Linked DNA regions of Mus musculus: regions 1, 2 and 4 are each linked to region 3. A link is a contact called in public Hi-C data. All regions are on one chromosome and are shown on one strand. Each heading gives the region's core, a stretch centred on a gene start, on an enhancer-like site or on the middle of the called end of the contact. The rest is flanking DNA. Distances are from core to core; before and after follow the strand shown.

The links. Hi-C and Micro-C count contacts between places; a contact is called where the count stands out from the background.
Region 1: a contact with region 3 is called in a Hi-C map of the N1E-115 cell line, with 10 times the contacts expected there. The contact joins two enhancer-like sites. A contact is called at or near these places in 3 of 484 Hi-C or Micro-C datasets (the HPC-7 cell line, the N1E-115 cell line and group 2 innate lymphoid cells).
Region 2: a contact with region 3 is called in a Hi-C map of the N1E-115 cell line, with 2.5 times the contacts expected there. The contact joins two enhancer-like sites. A contact is called at or near these places in 1 of 39 promoter capture datasets (cranial neural crest) and 1 of 484 Hi-C or Micro-C datasets (the N1E-115 cell line).
Region 4: a Hi-C map of the N1E-115 cell line shows a contact between it and region 3, with 7 times the contacts expected there. The contact joins two enhancer-like sites. A contact is called at or near these places in 5 of 484 Hi-C or Micro-C datasets (the G1E-ER4 cell line, the N1E-115 cell line, embryonic stem cells and 2 more), 2 of 115 datasets of contacts at active chromatin or transcription factors (embryonic basal ganglia and embryonic stem cells) and 1 of 9 other capture datasets (pancreatic islet).

What each region holds. Positions count from the first base shown.
Region 1 is chr2:22,717,901-22,723,289 of GRCm38.p6, reverse strand. No RefSeq gene overlaps it. Among named protein-coding and RNA genes, the nearest start is that of Apbb1ip, 54 kb to the left of the region's middle. Within about 2 kb of position 1,574, at least 80 of the 459 cell types and tissues checked have an H3K27ac peak or open chromatin away from gene starts, as enhancers often do. A contact at or near this core is called in the N1E-115 cell line, where this site is marked.
Region 2 is chr2:22,669,009-22,674,835 of GRCm38.p6, reverse strand. Gad2 (glutamic acid decarboxylase 2) reads right to left here. Exons shown (of 16, transcript NM_008078.2): 11 at 5,071-5,135; 12 at 814-892. Among named protein-coding and RNA genes, the nearest start is that of Mir3967, 18 kb to the right of the region's middle. Within about 2 kb of position 3,690, at least 34 of the 459 cell types and tissues checked have an H3K27ac peak or open chromatin away from gene starts, as enhancers often do. A contact at or near this core is called in the N1E-115 cell line, where this site is marked.
Region 3 is chr2:22,253,179-22,258,587 of GRCm38.p6, reverse strand. All of the region lies in intron 3 of Myo3a (myosin IIIA), which reads right to left. Among named protein-coding and RNA genes, the nearest start is that of Myo3a, 28 kb to the right of the region's middle. Within about 2 kb of position 1,542, at least 3 of the 459 cell types and tissues checked have an H3K27ac peak or open chromatin away from gene starts, as enhancers often do. A contact at or near this core is called in the N1E-115 cell line, where this site is marked.
Region 4 is chr2:21,956,028-21,961,438 of GRCm38.p6, reverse strand. It overlaps Gm39767 (a long non-coding RNA gene), which reads left to right. Exons shown (of 6, transcript XR_866004.1): 2 at 2,319-2,536. Among named protein-coding and RNA genes, the nearest start is that of Gm39767, 5.4 kb to the left of the region's middle. Within about 2 kb of position 2,893, at least 68 of the 459 cell types and tissues checked have an H3K27ac peak or open chromatin away from gene starts, as enhancers often do. A contact at or near this core is called in the N1E-115 cell line, where this site is marked.

The DNA.
Region 1 (5,389 bases), core at 325-2,824, 460 kb before region 3:
CTTCATTATGGGTTAATCCATTGTTGAGTCTATACCGAATCAGCTCTTAGAAGATGGTCTGAAGGTGTGCATTTGCACCGTCTGTTTGGTCTGTGGTTTCTTACTGTATCTCTTTACTTCCTGTCTCCTATAGCATGTATGCACATTTCCTAATTTGTACTGTTTGCTGTATGGTAGTAGAATTCTACTTGATCAAGTTTGCAGTATGCTTCTGTGCTAAAACACCATGACTAAAAACAACTGGGGAAGATAGAGTCTGTGTCATTGTCTAACTCCTGTATCAGGATGCATCACAGGCAAGTCAGGGCAGGAACTCAGGCAGCTACCAGGAGGCAGGACCTGAGGTAGGGACTGTGAAGGGATGCTGCTTACTGGTGTGTTCAGCTGCTTTTATACACAGCCACTTGTCCAGGGATGGGTGGGCTGGGCCATCCCATTATAATAAATAATCAAGAAAATGATCCACAGATATGCCCAACATAAATTCTTTAATTGAAATTTCTTTCCAGGTATGTTAGGTTTCTGTCAAACTGAAAAAAAATTAACCAACACAAATTGACCATTGTCAACTTGACACACAAATACATCACTATTAAACCATAATCTTTTCTTTCTTGTCTATCTCCAAGATCTCATGTTAGTATCACAAGTAAAACATACAATAACTTTACCCCCCCCCATTGTTTGAAAATTTACAACATTTTAGAAGTTCAAATTCTCTTTAAAAATACAGTCTCTTAACGATGGGCTCCTGTAAATTCCAAGATATGTCACATGATTTCCGGAGTGAAGTGTTAGAGCACAGTTCCAATCAAATCAACATACAACCAACATTATCTATCCTACCAGTCAAGCCTGGAGCTCCATTTCCAGCATCTGGGACACTCATGAACTTCTATGTTCTGAAGAGCTTTGGCAATTCCACTTCTTTGGCTCTGGCATATGAAGTACAAACAGCTTGTTTGGTGGGCTTGGTTTCACTCCACACCTGCTGCTGTGCACAGAGGTTGTCTCAAGTTGGTTCAGACATCTACAATGATGAGCCAGCATCTTCAAAAATGGACTGGTCTGGCCTCTTCAGGGACTTTGACATTGTCACATGGTGCCAAGCCTCAGCTTCTCTCAATGATCCTCCAGTCTTGGGTTTCTATTGCAGCTGAGACTACATCTCCAACAATGGTCTCTCTTTAGAGACTTCCAATGCATTATACAGCAAAGGTTGTTATTTCACACTTGACCACTGGGGGGAAGTATGGCATTTCAAACATAGCGCACAGAGCAAGCAGTCAGGCCATTTCAGTATGCCTGTGACTCAGACACACTTTCTTTTGATTTAAATGTGCTCAGATCCACCCTGTGTTTGTGAAAGGAAATGGAGGACTATAATTACGTAAGAAGAATAGATAAAACGGAAAAAGAAAAGCACTTCCATTTCTAAGAATCACGATAGAGAATTAAAGACGAAAAGTAAGAAAAATGGCACGAATACCAAATGTTTTTCTGTGTGTCCTTAGTAATAGAGGTGAAAGATGTGCACAAGCTAGAACTTTGCTAATGCCGAGGAGAGCTCACAGGAAGTGTGGGTTAGAGCCTCAGAGCCTCACACAAACGTGGTGGGGCTGCTCTCCATATTTCCTTCCACATGGGAGGACCAGAAGATAAGAAAAAGACTGACAGAATATAATTTTCCTCAGGTAGGATGATCCCCAAGACAGAGAAGTGAACACTAGAGAGAAAGAATTTGAGTATAAACACTGCCTGAAATAAATGGTGGCTGAGGAGATAAACTGCTCTAGGAAGACACTGGAATGGTCAGACCCTGCAGGGGTAATGAGCTGAAACTATAGGGGTGTCAGTGAACACCAGTTACCAGAGCGTAGTAGCATTGGTAACAGTTTCCAAATATTGACTAAATGCTAAAATGAGCTACAACAGTGGCAATATAAAAGGGCATCAGGTGGTTTCATCTCAAGGAGTCAGTGTTTAGAGAACTATAGTTTTGTGATATGATTATAAGGTAGAAAGGATTGAGAAAGAAACATACATCTTTAAGCATTCAACTCAATGTTGGTTTGCTATGTTTCTGTCAAATATCTATTGGTTATAGACTAAATACTTCATGAGCTTTCCACCCACAGTTACATTGTACACTAAGGGAAGGGACCTCACAGGGAAGAGCTGCCTGGCCAAATGCAGCTCATCCCTTTTCTTTCAGTTCTGAGGAAATGTATTCCAAATGAAGCCTCAATGCAAAACATATTGCTGTCATGAGGGCATAATTAAATTGTACTTAAAATGCTTGAAACTCTAGGTAGAAACATTTCCTTAAAATTCATATTTTAGATGTTCAACATCCTTAATCATCGGGGAAATGCAAGTCAAAACAACCCTGAGATTCTACCTCACACCAGTCAGAATGGCTAAGATAAAAAATCCAGGTGATAGCAGACGATGGGGAGGATGTGGAGAAAGAGGAACACTCTGCCATTGCTGGTGGGATTGCAAGCTGGTACAACCACTCTGGAAATCACTTTGGCGGTTCCTCAGAAAACTGGACAAAGTACTACCAGAAGATCCAGCAATACCACTCCTGGGCATATACCCAGAAAATGTTCCAACTTGTAAAAAGGACACATGTTCCACTATGTTCATAGCAGCCTTATTTATAATAGCCAGAAGCTGAAAAAAACCTAGATGTCCCTCAACAGAGGAATGGATACAGAAAATGTGGTACATTTACACAATGGAGTACTGCTCAGCTATTAAAAATAATGAATTTATGAAATTCTTAGGCAAATGGATGGATCTGGAGGATATCATCCTGAGTGAGGTAACCCAATCACAAAAGAACACACATGACATGCACTCAGTGATAAGCAGATATTAGCCCAGAAACTTAGAATACCCAAGATACAATTTGCAAAACACATAAAACTCAAGAAGAAAGAAGGCCAAAGTGTGGATACTTTGTTCCTTCTTAGAATGGGGAGCAAAATACTCATGGAAGGTGTTACAGAGACAAAGTTTGGAGCTGAGATGGGAGGAAGGACCAACCAGAGACAGCCCCACTTGGGGATCCATCCCATAAACAACCACCAAACCGAGACACTATTGCATATGCCAGTAAGATTTTGCTGACAGGACCCTTGTAAGTCTATGCCAGTGCCTGGCAAACACAGAAGTGGATGTTCACAGTCATCTATTCCAATGTAGGAGCTAGAGAAAGTACCCAAGGAACTGAATGTGTCTGCAACCTATAGAAGGAACAAAAATAAGAACTAACCAGCACCCCCAGAGCTCATGTCTGTAGCTGCATATGTAGTAGAGGATGGCCTAGTCAGCCATCAATGGGAGGAGAGGCCCTTGGTCTTGTGAAGATTATATGCCCCAGTACAGGGGAATGCCAGGGCCAGGAAGTAGAAGTGGGTGGGTTGGGGAGCAGGGCAGGGGGAGGGTATAGGGGAGGGGACTTTCAGAGAGGAAACTAGGAAAGGGGATAGTATTTATAATGTAAATTAAGAAAATATCTAATAAAAAATCATATTTTAGAAAAAGCTAGTGAAGTGACTTGAGATTTTCTTACAGGAGTTTGAAAAGATGTTGTTCTAGCTAGATACATCAGCTTGATAGGAGCTAGAGTCATTAGTGAGGAAGTAGCCTTAACTGGGAAAATGCTTCCATAAAGTTGGGCTGTAGGCAGGCCTGTAGGACACTTTCTTAATTACTGATTGATGTGGGAGGAGGGCCCAGTGCATTGTGGGTGGAGCCATCCCAGTGCTAGTGGTCCTGGGTTCTATAAGAAAGCAGTCTGAATAAGCGATGGAGAGAAAGCAAGTAAGCAGCACTCTTCCCTGGCCTCTGCATCAATTCCTGTCTCCAGATTCTCACCCTGTTAAGTTCCTCTCCTGAACTCAATGATAGACTTTGGATGTGGAAGCATGAACCAAATAAACCTTTCTCTCCCCCAATTACTTTTAGTCATGGTGTATAATAATTTTGATCAGAGTGTAGAATAATTACCAGAACATGGGGCAGGAAGTAGAGAAGCCTAGAAGTTTAACTCATATACGTACAGTAGGTAGATAAGAGTAAGAAGCTCTGATGTGATCACCCCCGCCATGAAGCACCAGAAACAAGGAGCCAAGTCAACCCAACTCTTCCCCTAAGTTGGTCCTTTTTCAGATTGAAAGTCTGGTACCATCCAAATCTAATGGATGGGTTTGGCAGACCGGTGAGTCAAAACTGTGTAGGGCAAGGATGGGTGTAAAAGATGCAGGGAGGTCAGAAGTGAGAAGTCCTGACATGGCTGATTGCCCATTGTTTTGATGAGGTAACATAAACAGGCCTGCTCACTGAGAACTAACAGGAAAGGAACTAACATGGCAACCAGGAAAGTATCCTATGTGTGTGGCTTCACTGAGTGAGGAAGGGCTTGGAGCAGGAACTTTGGCTGCTCTTTGTCTTTTTAGTTTTGGGAAAGATACTTCTCATTCACTCCTGAATGAATGCCTATAGCCTTAGAGTTATATATTTTCTATTATTGTAGCTATTGTGCCTGTCTGAAATTTGATAAAATATAGTGTATCAATAAAGATAACTGGTAAATACCTAATTAAAGAAAAGAATTAGAAAAAAAATAAAGATAACTGGTACTGTTGGTCATGGTTGAGAATATGCATTAATAAGACAGCAAGTAGAAAAAAGTTAAATTATTATTACTATTACCACTTTTGTGGTGCTGGTGACTCAGAAATTATTTCAGAATCCACTAAAATTTAGATTGCCTTGACTTTAGTAAATAATAGAAGCTATTTTGAGCAAAGTAATCTATCTTTTACAATTAAAAAAAGAAATGCAAACTTGGGAATTCCTTGTGAACATATGCCAAATGCATTTGTTCAAAAAACCCTGGGCCACCAGATCTCTGAAGTGGTGATTGTAAGGAAAGGAAATGCAGGAAGATGACTAGGGCATTCCCCAGGTGAGGGAGGGTTGCAGGATTAGGGCTAGGACTTCCACTGGGAGCTCGGAGCCAGGCATTTGGACCATGGAGCGTTGTTCTCAGTCAGGTTCTTTTTCCAAGATTTTGATCCTAAACAGGAAACAAACTTATCTTTACTTCCAAAGTATATTTTGACAGGTTCGAAAATCTATCTTGTAAATGTACTCATTCCTTATATGAAAGATGAAATATATTTTAATACTTTTAGGAGTGAATTCATCTTCCTCTAATCTAGAATGAGAAATAGCAAGCTTGGATGGCTATGTCAGTGTACTGAGTTTCTATACAGGCTGATGGGTTGGCGGGTTGAGAGAAGCAGGAGTGTGGAGAGTTGGCAGGTTTTTTTTTTTGTTGTTGTTAATATTTCCCACAACAGGTAAAACTAAT
Region 2 (5,827 bases), core at 2,441-4,940, 410 kb before region 3:
AGCATCACGATTTTAACATGATAACATTTAATTAGGATGAGTTGACACTCCTCGATTTAGTCTTTTCTTTGATTTGCTTGGTTCTGTTGTTTGTTTCTAGGCAGGGTCTGGCTCTGTAGCCTAGGCTGGACTTGAACCATAGCAATGCTATTTCAGTCTCCTTAGTGCTAGGATGATGAGTGTGGTCCCCACACTTGACTTTTATTTTGCTTTTGTTAATGGTGTAACAATGAATGTAAGGTGAGGACCATGACTGTATCCAGGAACCATGAAGGGAGATGTAGAGATGTTTGCCAACAGGAATCTATTTCAGACTTTGCAAACATCTAAGTACCTTGAATAAATGTGGCCCTCACTTACTCTCCTTGTAAATACATATGCAGATGAATTTACATTCTGAATATGATATTCAGATCTAAATATGAGATATACAATATACATGTGCATTTATATCCATGCATATGTATGTAAATCCTAACACCTAACTTTAATTCTTTATCATGTATATATTTCCTATGGTTAAAAACTACTTCTTATAGTTCCATAAACAAATTGTAGATTTAATTTTCTGAGAGGGGGACATAGAAAGTCTGTGCACTGGGGATCTGAGCTGAGGAAAGGAGTTTAAAGAAAACATGCAGATGAAGTCAAGGTCTCAGTTCTGAAGGCTGAGAGTTCAGTCTTCTTCTCCCCTCTAGGCATCCAACTAAAGAGAGTTCAGCAGGGCTCTCCGTGGGAATCATAAGTACCTGAACCTCTATATGAGAAGTTAGATCTGCCCCTAGATTGGCCCCAGAGTCAGGGAAAGCTTACCTCCTCTCTAACCAGGAGAGCTGAACACTGCAAGGGGACACCCATCATCTTGTGAGGATTCCATGTCACAGAGTTGGCCCTAAAAGACAATCACATGAGAGGATGGCGTCCGACATCAGGCTCAGACTACTGAGGTTCTGTCCCTCAGAGCTTCCAGTTTGCTGTCCTTTTCCCTTGCTCCAGGATGACACCCCATCTTCCATTGTTCACAGGGAGGGATGGTGAATAACCTTCATCCTTTTCCTTCTCAGCACCTCCAATGTAGCATACATCTGCCTGTATGACAGTTTCAGGGCCCTTAGGGTGATTGGGTCATAACTCAGAGTCCTGTCTTTAGCCACTATTGACCAGATCACTGAAAGAGTCACCCTTGAGTGTCTATCATCCCTGCTTCTTACTTTGTCACAGTAGCCTGTGTGAGGGATCATTACTGCATTGATTGTCTGTCCTTTCTTTGATGACATTTGTCCTCCTCATATGTCCCTCCAGAAGCTTCTGCTATTCCTCTGAGACCATCTCTCCTCTAACATGATGTGTGTGCAATGTGGCCCATATAGGAGAGGTTCTGCTATCTTCTCCCTGTTCTTTCCCTTTTTCCTCTCTTACTTTTTTTTTTCTCCTTGAAATAGCATCTCACTACAAAGCGTATGATGATTCAAAGTTGTTACCCTCTGCCTCTTGAGTACTGGAGTTATGGATATGGTTGCTCATACCCACCTTACATTCAAGTTTCCAATACAACTTGTCCCCATTCCTATGCATTGCTTTGCTCCTTCAGTAACTGTGGCTCTAAGAGGTACAACTCAGAGACATTATGATCACATATTTCTTTAATAATCATTGCAATTAGCTTAATCTGGATAGTTTTAACTGACCCCCACCCCCATCCTTGTCATTGGAATTATTTCACAGTTTTGTTTATATACAGTCTCCATCTTTCTTGTTCCTAAATTGTCAGCACCCTCTTTCCTTAAAGCTGAAATTCCCAAACCACAGCACATGACTAGCAATGCCTCAGGGTGGCTTGTGTTCAGCCTGTGTCCCTTCCCTTCCTTTACTGTCTCCATTATACAGATTGCCTCTTGGTCTCTGAATGATCTACTCTGCTCTTGGGCCTGTCCTGGAACTTCCTCTTCTTGGCTTCACTTGGTTTAATTTAATTTGTCCCTAGATCCTGATTCTTTTTTTTTTTTCTATTTATTTATTTATTTATTTATTTATTTATTTATTTATTTATTTATAATTTTTTTCCTTTCCATTTTTTATTAGGTATTTAGCTCATTTACATTTCCAATGCTATACCAAAAGTCCCCCATACCCACCCACCCCCACTCCCCTACCCGCCCACTCCCCCTTTTTGGCCCTGGCGTTCCCCTGTTCTGGGGCATATAAAGTTTGCATGTCCAATGGGCCTCTCTTTCCAGTGATGGCCGACTAGGCCATCTTTTGATACATATGCAGCTAGAGTCAAGAGCTCCGGGGTACTATTCATGTTCTTTAGCATCTCTCCCTCACTCCCACTGCTCTACTCCAACCTCTCCCTTCAGTGCCCAGAGAAAGCAACTGCAAAAATTCCATATTTGTTAAGCAAGCTCAATGCTTAACATGATGTTTTGTATAAAGAACCCACAGGAGGAAGGAAGGCAGTGGAACAGCTCATAGCAGCTGTGTCCACAGTGCCCTAGCTTGCTGCTCCTGTAACTCTCCAATCAGGGTCTGAGATCCTTGGGAAGAAATGATGAATGATGGTACTTATTGTACCCCGGATCTTATTTAAGCCAGTGAACAATCCAGCTCAGGGGTCCATGGCATCCGGACAGCACTCCTGGTGACTTACATTTGTGGAAGATATTCTGCTAACTCCATGGACAGGATTTCTGTATTTCTACAACTTTTCTGCCCTACCTATACATACATGGAAGGCCACAAATATACCCTACCCTCCAATCAGACTGAACTTAACTTTTTTCCAAGGACATTTACCAAACATCTCTGCTCTTCAGAGGGAATACCCTCCCTAGATGATGCTAAGCTCCAGAGCTGATGGCTGGCACATGTTGCCTGAAATGATGAGATCTAGGAAGGACCATTTCTTCCTCCAACTTCCTTATCAGAATGCTTACCTTGGCCCTCAAATAGGATCAAAGGCAAGTGATGCTGCCACTTCTGTTTTACTACAACTCTCAGAGAGCCATTAAATCCCCTGGCCTGGAGAAGGGACTAAAGAGTTGGTTTATAATGTCAGTCATGCTCTGGAGTATTTAGGCTCCTAGCACATCTTCTTGGCTCTGCTGGCTCTAGGAAAGGTAGTGATAGCAAGAAAGAGAGTCATCTGAAGGATTTGGTTTGTTCCCAAACAGGATGTTGGACAATGCTTTGCTATTAGGCTGTGAATGTCACTCAGGAATGCCCTGAAACCACAGAGAAGCAATGGATCATGGATTTCCTTTTCCTCTAGAGTGAGTCATAAGCTTTAACTTTTAATACTTACAGAAAATTTATTTCTCCAACTTAGGCACGCTTCTTTCCTAAACTTAAGCCCACATACAATTGTGCTCCAGCAATTTCCAACAGTTCTGTGATCTTATTCCCCAAAGAGAGTGCACATCACACTAAGAAACTCCAAGATAGTTACCATCAGCTTCACACTCAAAGCATGACATGGCAGTGGCCTTATTTATGAGTATTTCATCCTTGGCTATTATGTTTGGTAAATTTAGTTGTAATCTGATTTTGAGAATTGTGGCAGCAAAACCACAAAGGACTCCATGTTCCAAGATGAATAATCTGAGCTTTCCTCTCAAATAATAGTCTTCAGTACAAAAGCATGTGGGTGTTTGCTTTTCTGAGGCTCCAGGTAGGTAATTTAGTGAGCTTTCAAGTGATGGTGGTGGTGGGGTGTGCCATGATTCTCTGCACTTGCAGCGTGAGGAGGCATTAAAGGCAGTATAAAAGATGCTTATACTTTCTGTCAGTCAGAAACAATCAGAGAATAGAAGGTATTGTGCACTGGCCACTTCTGAAAGCACAAGTTCAATTCTGGGTAGGTGTGTATGGTTCTAGCAAAACTTAGGTGGAAGCTCACCTGCTCTCATCTCCCCTCACCCCTGAGCCTTGGAATCAGAACAAAGATAGTGCTAGTGACTTAACCCTGCTATGTTTCAGCCAGGGCTCCTGGCAGCAGACTCAGGAACAGTCATTCCATGGCACAGGGCTTGGCTGCTCTGTCCTGACTTTTCTCCATGCTTATTTCTGCTAATTGAACAGGACATGCTTAGCTCTATCTGCAGCCTTCTTCTCTCCCATATCAACAGTCATGGGTTCTGTGCCTGTGATCAGGCCGGGTATCACACAGATCCTCTCTGGTCAGGCCTCTCTGTGTGCTGACAGATGCTCCCAAGCTCCCGAAGCCTCTTCTCCAGTCCTGAAATGGAACTTGTGCCAAGATATACTAGGGGCAAAGCCAGGGTGAAGGTTTTCCTGGGCAGTATCTGGCTGCTTGGCAGGGTGCAGTAGGCAGTTGGCAGCCTCTAATGTTTTAAGGCTTTCTCTGTTGTCCAGAGTGTCAGAACTCACAACTGTAGCTGTTCTGGTTGACTTTCTGTAATGGGAAAACTGGTGCGTTGCAAAGGCACAGCCTGAGGACATATTTTGCAGTCTGCATCCCCCCCCCTTGGTCCTCCATATGTTTTATGCTAATCAAATATTACTTTCTTTGTGTTCTTCAGCCTTTCTCAATGGTCTGCTGCACTAGCCCCAAATAAAAGCTACTTATTGTATCAATCCAAGCTATGTTAGAAAAGGGTCATGGTGGAATGAAGCCAGGAAAATGAAGTTACTGGCATGTCTTACTTCAACTCAACTGGCTATATCTAATCCCAAAGGTAACTTCCAGCAGTACAAATGACAAGGTGCTTGCCTACTTTGATAAAACTATGTATTACTTTCTTTAAAGCTGTGAATACTACTCTTATGGTAACATGAAAGCAATAGATCTCTCTAGAAAAATGTGGACAGCTTGCAGGTTTTAAAATCATGGTGTTTGATTCAAAGATGGAAGGAATGAACTCTAGAGACACACCCCAATTTTGAAAGACATTCTCCATGGTTTTTTTTTTTTTTTTTTCACTTAGGCTTAGGCAAGGCTCATAAATACAGGCATTGTTGGCATTGCAAGCCTTCTTTAGAAGTTGAGTGCTGTTCTCTTTTATGTAGCTTTTTAACACTCTACATTACAGACTAGGAAATTACACATACCTCTCTACTCCACTCAGCTTCCACTTGTGTTTCCGGGACATCAGTAACCCTCCACCCCAAGCAGCCTGAAAAAGCAAAACAGATGAGGAAGACTCTAGCAACTCTCTATGGCCTAGATTTCTAGTTTGGTGTCTTCCATATTAATGGGAATGCCATCCTATGAAGATGACCTGCATAGTTCCATGCTGAGTAAGGGAGTGGATCATCTTCTAATGTGAGGGCTTTACATTTCAAGGTTGAAGTCTCTGGTTCTGTCTTACAATTATACATTATATATTTATAATTATGGAGCCAAATTGGTGTCACATTTCCCTAGTCTACATGAGCTGGAGAAAGACAGCTTCCCCATCCCTTGCTGTGGTTTTAAAGTTGTCCCTTTGGAAGTCCCATACTTTAGAATGAGAAAGCCTATGGTTGCTACAGTTGGAGTGGATAAGATGGGCTGGGAAACCATTAAACAGGTTCTATGTTGAAGGCCTGAATGACCCATGTTAATGCTATCTGCAGTATAAGCTTACAATAGCATAAGGAGTTTGCACCTGGATGTGTGACAACTTACAGGAAGAAGATATTGCAACAACAACAAAAAAAAAAAAAAAAAAAGAAAAGAAAAGAAAAGGAAAGTAAAAATGATCAGCTGAATTAAACATTGTGCTTAGTCGGTGATGATTTATGATCAGTTGTTTATCACAAATATTTTACCACATTGCGGATCATTAGCAAGAACTGTGCAGAGGGCAACTGACCTTCAAGCTAC
Region 3 (5,409 bases), core at 293-2,792:
TTATCACAGAGGAAGGAGCTTCATTTGAGGAAATGCCCCCATGAGATCCAACTGGAAGGCATTTTCTCAATTAGTGAGCAAGGGGGAAAGGCCCCTTGTGGGTGGGACCATCTCTGGGCTGGCAGTCTTGGGTTCTATAAGAGAGCAGGCTGAGCAAGCCAGGATAAGCAAGACAGTAAAGAACATCCCTCCATGGCCTCTGCATCAGCTCCTGCTTTCTGGCCTACTTGAGTTCCAGTCCTGACTTTCTTCAGTGATGAACAGCAGTATGGAAGTGTAAGCTGAATAAACCCTTTCCTCCCCAAGTGCTTCTTGGTCATGATGTTTGTGCAGGAATAGAAACCCTGATTAAGACAGGTGGCATCATCCTTTCTGTAGATTATGATCCTACACTAAATAAAGAGGCGAAAGAGGAAGCTGCTGACACCAGCTCATTTTTGCTTACTGACTGTGAGCACAACGTGAGCGGCCACCTCATTTCCAGCCACCATGCTTTCCCATCTTGTCTCCTCAAACTGTGAGCTTAAATAAACCATTCCCTCCTTATGTTACTTTAGTATTATGTTTTGTTACAAGAAAAGTAATAGGTTACTTTCTTATCCAAAGTATAAACACACAAACTGTCTGAAAATATGAATACAGAAATTTAAAGTGAATAAGCAATCTTTACCCTTCAAATTTACATCTTTGTTTGAATTTTATCTTTTAAATCCCATAAAAGAAAGTGTGAGTTACCTAAGAATTAAAACAGTAATGTTTTACACAAGATCTATAATTATTTATTACCTAATTTTTAGGACTTAGCATCTCTTACAAACAATAAAATGCAGTTTGGGGAGCCATATTAGTTAAAACTATATGCAAGAAGCATAGGAACTTGCTTTTTTCCAGATAAAAGTTTAAAAAGATCAAAATCATTATTTGATAAGAATAGAGTTATGAAAGTCAGATTGTTAAATTTTATCTAGAGATAATAGTATGCTTGAAAATATAGGAACTTTATTTCCTTCATTTTTAATTTCATTGATATTTTATACTATATTATAATATGGTATGAAAATATTCCATATTTAGAAAGTAGAGATTTGGATATAAAATTCAGTCAATCAGCCAACCAAACGACCAATCATAATGAAAACTGCGGAGAGGGCAACACTGAAATCATGCAGAATCTATCCACTTGCACCAGATGCAGTGAGCTCATCTAGGATGTCCTGGCAGTGGGCCTCATTCTCAATCTGGACACAGTGAAATGGTGAAGAGAGAGAAGAGGAAATGCCTGTCTTTGGCTTTAAGACTCACCCCACAAGATGGGGCCCATGCTTGGTGTTGTAATCAGGGCCCAGAGTCTGTGGCTAGACAGGCCCTAACTAAGCCTTAGGGGAGAACCTGCTATTATTCTCTTAGACAGACAAAGTACACTGACAACTAATGATTTAATGCTACCCACAGATTGATTTATCTCAGCCTTCATCAAAGCTTCCTTCTGAAGTAGATGCTGACTAATAGAGGCCAAACTGGTTAGTGTCAGAGGTCAAGAGGCTGCAGAGTGCACCCAGGACATCTCATAGAGACCACAACATTTTACACTGCCATGAGCAATGAATGGGCAAGGGTTCAAGTTTCCCCCAAACCTCATCGGTTCCCAGCATCATCTGCCTTTGTAAGTTCAGCCATATGAACATTATATCAAACAGTATTTCTTTATGTTTTTAGCTTAACTTTTCCCAAAGCCTAAAAGTGATAAACATTTTTTCTAAATGTTGCTGTGAAGCACTCACTTATATTTACGTTGGGTGGGTCCATTTTATTAGGTGAGATTTCTATTATTCTCACTAGCTGAGAGAGCTTTAGATTTAGCACGGGCATTGGATTTCAACAGTTTCATGGTTCCTGCTTCCCACCTCCATCCCCAGTTTTAATTTATTAAGTGCAACTATGGCCTGAGAATTTTTGTTTTAGCAAATTTATTTTAAGATTTAAATAAACTAGTGTTTTAGAACAAATCCCTCTCAGACAATGCCCGTGCCTACAGAATGTCAGGCTTGTTCTTTGTAATGTCTTTGTCTTTCTTTGTCCGTCTAAGGCTAGCTTCCAAAAAAAGAAGTCAATAAATCCAATTATTTTTAAAATATTTCAAAAGATTCTTGTTTCAAAAAAAAAAGTCAGCTTAAAGAATTCATGGATGCAGTTATCTAGTAAGCTAAGCATCAATAAAAACCAGAAAAACAGAGAATTACTTAGTAACAGGGACATAGCAGCATGCAGACCACATGCATTTCTTATGTACTCCCAAGTCTGTGCTATTCCTGTCCTTTGTCCCTATTCACAGGATGGACGCCCTAATTCTGGTGAGCGGGCTGATCATGCTCACTCTCTCCCAGCTTGTTCATTAAGTATAGTATACAAGGTCAGAAGAGAAAAGTTGAGAACAGAGTTTCTTTCCTTAGTCCAGAGTTCTGCTCAAGAAGCAAGAACATGTGATTTGGATCCCTGGTACCACTGGCAGCTCTGAAATAGTGGACCAGAGATTTTGCCGACAGGCTGCCATAACAACAGAGAGCTGCAAATTCCTCCTCAGTGTACCTGATATTATCTATGAGAGAGTGTGATTTTCTTAGTTCAAATCTAAGAAAAAAATTGAAAATAATGGAGATGCTGGTAATTGCAAGATGGTGAGCAGCTCTGTGAGAGCAGCAGGCTAACTATAGACCATGTAGTATAGGAGGCAGCAACAAAGAAACAGCTAAGAACTCTGTAGGGGTCCTCAAAGACTACTCACAGAAAGTGTGCCTGCATTTAGCTGATCAAACTGTGAAGCAATTCTCTGTCCCCAGGACATTGCTGAAATCTATAGAGAAATCAGCAGACAGTAGGTGGAGTTCAATAGCTTGGTGTCATACAGAAGCAGACTGGCTTAATAGAAAATCAAAGAAAGACCTAGCCAGGGCCTGGGAGATAGCTCAGTTGGTATGTGCTTGTTTTTCAAGTACAGGGACCTGACTCTGGTTCCCAGAACTAATGTATAGGTAGCAGAGGTAACGCATGTGAGTAATCCCAAAATTGGGGAGGTGGAGCCAGCATGATCTCAGGGGCTTTCTGACCTTAGCCTAGGTGGTGAGAGTCCCTGACTTATGAGAAACCATGTTTCAATGAAAATGGCAGACAGAGCCTAAGGAATAACACCTTATATCTCTGGCCCCACAGATCCACACACCTACATGCATGCACCCACTCATATATGTGTACACTCTCCAACACTAGAAGGTAGAAAGAAATCCCTGTTAGAAAGCACTGTCATTGTTAGATAACTGTGAAAATGTCAAAGCCAGGTCTCTAAAGAGTAATGTAAGGAGAAATCCATTTTAGTAAAATACTTAGTTGTATTTACTTAACAAGCCCAAACTGTAAGTCCTCCAAGAGAACTGGCATTTAGAATTCCTACAAAAAGGACGACCTAAAATGCCCAGTTTTCAGTCGCACTATGAGACAAAGGGAGAAATAAGAAAATGCTATTATATAGACATGAAAAAAAAAAAAGGCAACAAGCACTGTATGTGAAAGGATGCTGACGATGTGCCTGACAGACAGAGGCAGGTATGAAAAAATGTGTTCAAATACTAAGGAAAACTATCATTAAAGGAAGAAAGGTTTTTACGTTAATGCCAAACAGGGAATACTAAAACAGAACTAAAATTTTTTATTACAATTACATTATTTTCTTCTTCCCGTTCCTTCCTCCAATGAACCTGTACCTGTTTGTGCTCTTTCAAATTCATAGTCTCTTAATTGGGGCTGGCTTAGAGTTCAGAGGTTTAGTCCATTATCAGCATGGCAGGAAGGATGGTAACCCATAGGCAGACATAGTGCTGGAGAGGTAGCTGAGAGTTCTACATCAGGATCACCAGGCAACAGGAAGAGAGAATGACACTGAGCCTGGCTTGAGCATCTGAAATCTCAAAACCCACCTATGACACACTTCCTCCAAGGTCTCTCTCTGACAAGGTCACGCCTTCTAATAGCGCTAATCCCTGTGGGCCTACAGGGGCAATTTTCATTCAAACCACCACATTGCTTGTTTTTATTTTAACCATAATTTATGAATAATTTAGCTGGGTCTTGAATTGTAAGATGACATAATTTTTCACTGAGGACATCACAAATGTCATTCCAGAGACTTCTAGGAAGCATCAGACTCCTTTTCTGCTCTGCTCACAATTCTCTTCAGTATCAGTTTCTGGCATTTTGGCTAGGATAAATCTCAGTATAATTCAGGGTAGACAACTGTGATGTTCCTGTATTCAGGCCCACTCATTTTTTTCTCCCACATATCTCATCTAAAGTTAACCTCAATTATTATGGTTTATTTTCTTTTCATAGTCACTGAAGATTCAGTTCTAAAAGTTCCACTTAGTGTTTTAGAGTTTCCTTTTATTTCTATTTTGTTAATGTTCCTTTTTTGAAAAAAAAATTCTAACAGCACTGAAGTTCTAACTTGGTAATTCCAATGCCCCTTTCTACTGATCACATTTTCTTCTGACTGGTTCACATTGTTCATATATATGTATATGTATATATATGTATATGTGTATATACATATACACATATACATATATACACACACATACACATATACACATATACACACATACATGTATATATGCATATATTTGTATATTTACACATGTATGTATATGTATAAATGCACATTTATAATATGTATATGCATAATGTAAATGTAAATATTTATATATTTATAGATAGAATTTAATACTGGAACTGGCTACTATTAATGTTATGTTATTGAATTTCTGGGTTTTACTGTCTCACATGAATGAACAACGAATTTCATTCTGGAACGCAGTTAATTAACTCATAGATTAATTAAAGCCTTCTAGGAAGCTCTTCTCATAAGGCTAGCTTAACCTTCCCTCTAACTTGCAACGTTTCTGGGTTCCTAGTAAATGTTTCAGGTATCCTGTGCATCCTGCAGCATTGCAGCAATCCCTCCTCTGCTTTGTTCTCTGCCCAACACCTGCACATTCTGTTCTAGCCCCAAACCTTCCTCAGATGTATGTAATTACATACATACTCTCCCCCTTTGGGAGGAAACTTACTGCATGGCCTCTTCTCTTTCTTCTAACCACAGGCACCCTTCCAGTCTTCTCAGATAGGTGGAATTGCTTTGATCTCAGCATTAGCTGCTTTTCTAATCACAGTGATCAAATATGTGACAGAAACAACTTCAGGGGGAGGGTTTCATTTAGGCTTATGGCTCAAGAGGGCATGTTCACTCTAGAAAGGAAGGTATGGTGGGTAGCACAGCTTCTCACATGGTACCACAAGAAGCTCATCTGGAGAAGAGGTGGGGATGAGCCATAATTCTGCAGTACCCTGGTTCCCTACCAC
Region 4 (5,411 bases), core at 1,644-4,143, 300 kb after region 3:
AAATGAAGACTCTCCTTGGTCTTGAGTTAATATGAAAGGCCACACCTGGTGTTTGTGAACTGTGGTTTCTGGGCTGACTCTGGCTGGGCTGGCAAAAGCAGTGTTCTGTTACAGAATAAATCTCCTCTGAGCAGTGGCAAAAGGTTTGTCCTAGAACAGCTGAGCCTACTTCGGCCTGGGATCTGATCTGCTCAGAAATATACTATGTTCCCCTTGCTCTCTCTACAGCTCCAGACTCTTGGCCAGGGAATAGAGCAGAGCATTGACATTACTGCATCATTTTCATAGAAAACAACTTTAGTTTTGGTTTTTATATTATTTGAGTCTTTTTTTTTCCCCTGAAATTCTAAATATGTAGTTATCTAGAAATGGGTGCTTGATCAATACTTATAGTCTTTGTTCAAGTTGCAATAACAAATAACCAAAGACTGGTCATCTTAAACAGCAAACATTCAACTTCTTACACTTCTGTGTTCTAGGTCAAGATGAAGGGGCATTTGGGCAGCACCTCCTGCACTTTCTGACTTGCAGAGTGGGGTCTTCCTGAGGTGTCTTCACATGAAGGCCAGACTACAACCTCCCACCCCCAATAAGGACCCAATAGCCCCAGCTGTGTGGGCTCTACTTTTAAGAACTTGACTACAAAGATGCCATCTCCCAACAATGTCAGCTAGGACTTAGGATTTATGCATATGAATTTTAGAGAAACAAACCCCCCTCTAAGCCCCTGATATAATGATCAGAGTTTGTAGGTTCAAATCTTTTAGGGATCTATTGTTTTTCAGCCACACTCCCATCAATAATCTTACCTGGGAGTTCTGCTATTAAGTTCACAAAGGTGCCTGGAAGGGAGAAGGTGTTACAGAATTCTAATTACAAGGTGATCACAGTTGTTTGCCTCCTTTCTTTTGTGTCTTTTTAATTTAGCAAGCTAATTTTATATTTTTGTGGTTTTCTCTCTACTCTAAACAATGTGAAATGCTGCCTTTCACTTAGCCTAAATACTGGCCAATAATTAATTAATTAATTAATTTTTTAAACTGAATCCACAAGAGACACCTTGTGTTTCTCTTCATATCACCACAGGAAGGTGTGCCTGTCAGGGCGAATAGTGCAGGTCATTGCTGAGTCTCCTTCTTCACCCGGGCAGCAGTCTGCAGAAGCTGCCCTGGAGTGACCATTGTGAAGCTGTTCTCTGCTGCATGTTTTCCCCACAGCTCCCCACTGAAACATGGGCAGCCTGAGAGCGCCCATGGTGAAAGTGTTTATAGCCTGGAAATTGACAAGTGCTGCTGTTAAACCTGTCCAGCATGAGGTATCAGCTTTCCCACTGACTTTTGAGAAATGCTGTTAAATGTAGATAGGGAAATGATGTTGGTTGGGCATAGTAAGGAAGCAAAATTACATAGGGTTGAATTCTCATACGCTAGTGCAAATGTTTACTAATCTGTCCAAAACCAAGTTCCAGCACCAAAGCTTAGGAAACTGGGTGCCAATGAAAAGTCAGGGCCCTCTGTGGCCCACTAAGAATCTCAGAGACTAAGCAGTACAGAACGTAGTGGTGAGACATGTCCAGACAAAGGAAGCCAGGAGAAATCTTAAAATAAGGTCAATAAACACCTATCTACTAAAGGTTTCCACTGAGCACTTAGAGTTTCCAGGGAAATGCAGGCTGCAGTGTATCTCTGCAACAGTCCTCCATTCTGGAATGATATTCTTGTCAGTGGAAATGATCCAACTCCTTTTGTGGATTTTACACCAACTATGTGACCACAACCCTTATACCCTGGAATGCACCTTTCTCATCCAGAAAATTAGACCTCTGTTCTCTGAGATTACCCTCTGAAGCATAATTTAGTTATTATTACACAATAATAATCTGTAGAAGGATAATGGTGTCAGAGCCTGAATGAAATCAGCACGTTTATAGTTATTTTCAGGTGTATGTTTTGTTTTCCCTATACTGTGGAACTCTTTAGTACACAGCCTCAATCTCTCTTTCATCTTTGTCTCCTCTGTGCTGGATACATGCTAGATATTCAGAGGATGTCTACTGGATTAGCAAATGAGTCGTAAACACTCTTATAATAAACCAGAGACTAGGTAAACAGAATTTAGAATTATAGAGAAACTCCCATCCCTCATTACACATTTCCATTGGAGTTTCAGGAGACACCAACTATTAAAACATACTCTATTTTTCAGATCCTGGAGAAAAGTAGAGACAAGGCTAAGGTTCTGAAGAACAATGTCCTTCCCAGGGCTGGTTCTGGTTCTTTCCCAGCTTTTGGAACATCAGGCTCCATTTTGTTTTACAGAGCAGTAGGACTCTGGTTTTGACTGTCAGATTCCTGCAGAGGCATGGCTTTGAGCTCAGTAGACCATCTTAGCCTCTATTTGCAGCCATCGCTGGAATCTTGGGAGACTGCAGCATCTGTACAGTGCACTGGGCATTTCAGGAAACTGCTTGACTAAGTAAAACACAGCTATCAACCTGTTGTTGAGAAAATCTGACTTACGGAACGTTTTCCTTCAGGTATGTTGAACCCTAAGGACTGAGGGAATGTTTGGTCACCAGAACAGATGTGCCCTTTCATATCATGAACAAATGCAGAGCTAATCTTGCTTTCCATTGTGGCTTGTGCATTGACTCCGATTTGCTATGTGAGTTTTCTTCTTAAAACTATCAAAAAACAAGTCATTTATTGTCAAAAGCTCCCACAAGGGGCACACAAGGGTGTTCTGCTTTTAAATAAATTTCTGTAGCAAAGCCCACTGTCATTTTTGAGACAGTGACGTACGTGGAGAATTATTCATTTCCTGTCTGTCAGCTCCTTCAGAGTTCAGATCGCTTGCTTGGTGACAGTAGTTTAGTTCAAGCCAACTCAATGCTGCACTCAAGTGGTCAATTCTATGTAGCACAGAAAGAAAACAAGACAAAGAGCCACTGCTGATCAGAAACAAGGGAGTTACCAAAATCCACTGCTCACCTTGAACCTTACATAGAACAGACTGTGAGATAAAATGAGCCCAATAGATGCCCTTGCAGAATCTGTATGATGTGTAAAGAATTCAGAGTAGGAGGCAATTAAAGTGCCAGGCTTTTGCTGTCAAGTCAGAAAAACAAACAAACAAACAAACAAACAAACAAAATAGCTTTCTTTTGCTAGGTATAGTAGCTTGGGCTGCCATCTGTGGTATCTTAGAATTTGTAGAACATCTACCCAGTCCCTCTGGCTTACAGAGTCTCCAGTGAGATGTCAAGTGTAACTCTTGGGCCATGGTCATTTTTCCCCTGGAGCTTTAATATTCTCTCTTTGTTCTATACAGTTAGTGCTTTGATTATTATGTGCTAACGTGGGTTTATTTTCTAGTCTGAGCTATTTGGTGTTCTGTATGTTTCTTGTACCTTGATAGGCATCTCCTTCTTTAGATCATGAGAATTTTATTCTATGATTTTTGTTAAAAAAATGTTTTCTGAGCCTTAGACTTGTGTTTCTTTTCCTTCCTATATGCCTATTATTCTTAGATTTGGCCTTTGCACAGTGTCCAATATTTCATGGATATTTTGTGCCAGGAGTTTTAGAGTTTAAACATTTTCTTTTACCAATATATTCTATTCTCCTGCTGTGTCTTGAATGCCTGAGACTCTCTCTTCCATCTTTTATATTCTTCTAGTGAGGTTTGCCTCTGAGCTTCCTGCTCAAATTCCTAAATTTATTCATTTCCAGATTTTCCTCAGTTGGGTTTCTTAATTGATTCTATTTCTGCTTTCAGGTCTTGAACTGTTCTTTTCATTTCCTTCCACTGCTGTGTTGCAGATGATTTTTTAAAGGGGTTTATTTGTTCCCTCTTTAAGTACCTCATTATATTCATAAAGGCTGTTTCAAGGTCTTTTTCTTGTTTTTAAGCTATGTTGGAATACTGAGGGTCTGCTGTGTTGGGGTTGCTGGGCTTCAAAGGAGACTTATCATCCTAGATGCTAATGAATGTGTTTTCATTCTGGATTGTAAGTATCTAGGATTTGGAAGATTGTAGTTCAAGGTGCTGATATTTGGTCTTCTCTTTGTTAGGTGGATTTTTTTCCTTTTGTTTTCTGTTGCCCTCTTATTCTTAGGAGAGTGTGGTGGCTGTGTGTTGCCTGATAGGAAATTCTTCTGTGGATACTGTGCTTCCCTGGTGAAATGTGTTTCTGGTATTGGGAGCTGACACTTAAATGGGGATGGTTTGGGGTGGGGGACTGAGCAGCTCCACAGGAGAGAGTAAAGGAGAACATTCCACCAGGATGTAGTTAGTGCCATAGAATAGGGACAGAGAGTCAGAACAAACACAGGTGAAGGTCTGCTACCTAAGAAGGAGGAGTATGGGAAATTGGACTTAGTGGGCCAGAGGGAAAGGTGAAGATCTGCTTCCCTGGTGCATGCGCTAATGTGCTATAGTTAATTTGTTAAAATCTCAGCATATAACTACTCATATAGGTTTATGAGATACAGTGCTCTGTCTCTGACTCTCTGTCTCTGTCTTTATCTCTCTCTCTATCTCTCTCTCTCTCTCTCTCACACACACACACACACACACACACACACACACACACACACACACACAAATCCAAGCAGAGTAAATGGAGCATCCATTTTCCCAGAGGAATAGTATGTTTATGACACATACACAGGCTACTGGGGAACATCACAGCATGACAGATCATTCTGTACATACTTCTAAACACCAGTATACAGTATATTATTTCCCTTCCATAAGTGTCTCTTCTGTGCTTGCTTCACTCAAGGACAAGTAGCTGAATTAAGCACACAGGATGAGTACAAAGGTTGAAAAGAGTGATTCCTAAGGCCAACCCTGACCAGATGTGTAGCTAGATGTGTGAGCCTCTCCAAGCTGTCCCTTACCATGTGTAATTGCATGCCATAGCTGGGAAAAGCCAGATGAACAGCATGCACTGCTTTGCCCTCGTGTTTCCTGCAATGCTGCAGATTTAATAGGGTTCTCCTGGGCCCTATTTATATCATGGCAAATTCTTTCTGGCTTAGGACACATACTGAAATGCTGTAGAATTTTAGCACTTTTAAAATTGCGGTGGCTCTATGTGCAATGGAACCCTGCTGACCCAAGACAGATAATTTGCCTTCATAAGCACCCAGCTTTGGACTGAGCTGTGACTCAGGCTGTGCCTGCATGTGGAGATGGAAATGAATTTAAGCAATTTAGTAATCTGCTCTTGACTTCACGAGGTGCATTTTGTTTGATTGAATCTCTCCTTTTGCTGAAAACTGTATGGTAGTTTGCCTGAATTTTTCACAATTAATTTTCCCCTATTTAAAATAACTTTTATTTTAAAACACCACCACCAATTAACCGTCCTCTGTAGTCTGTAGTCTGGCTGAGGTTGTAAGCAT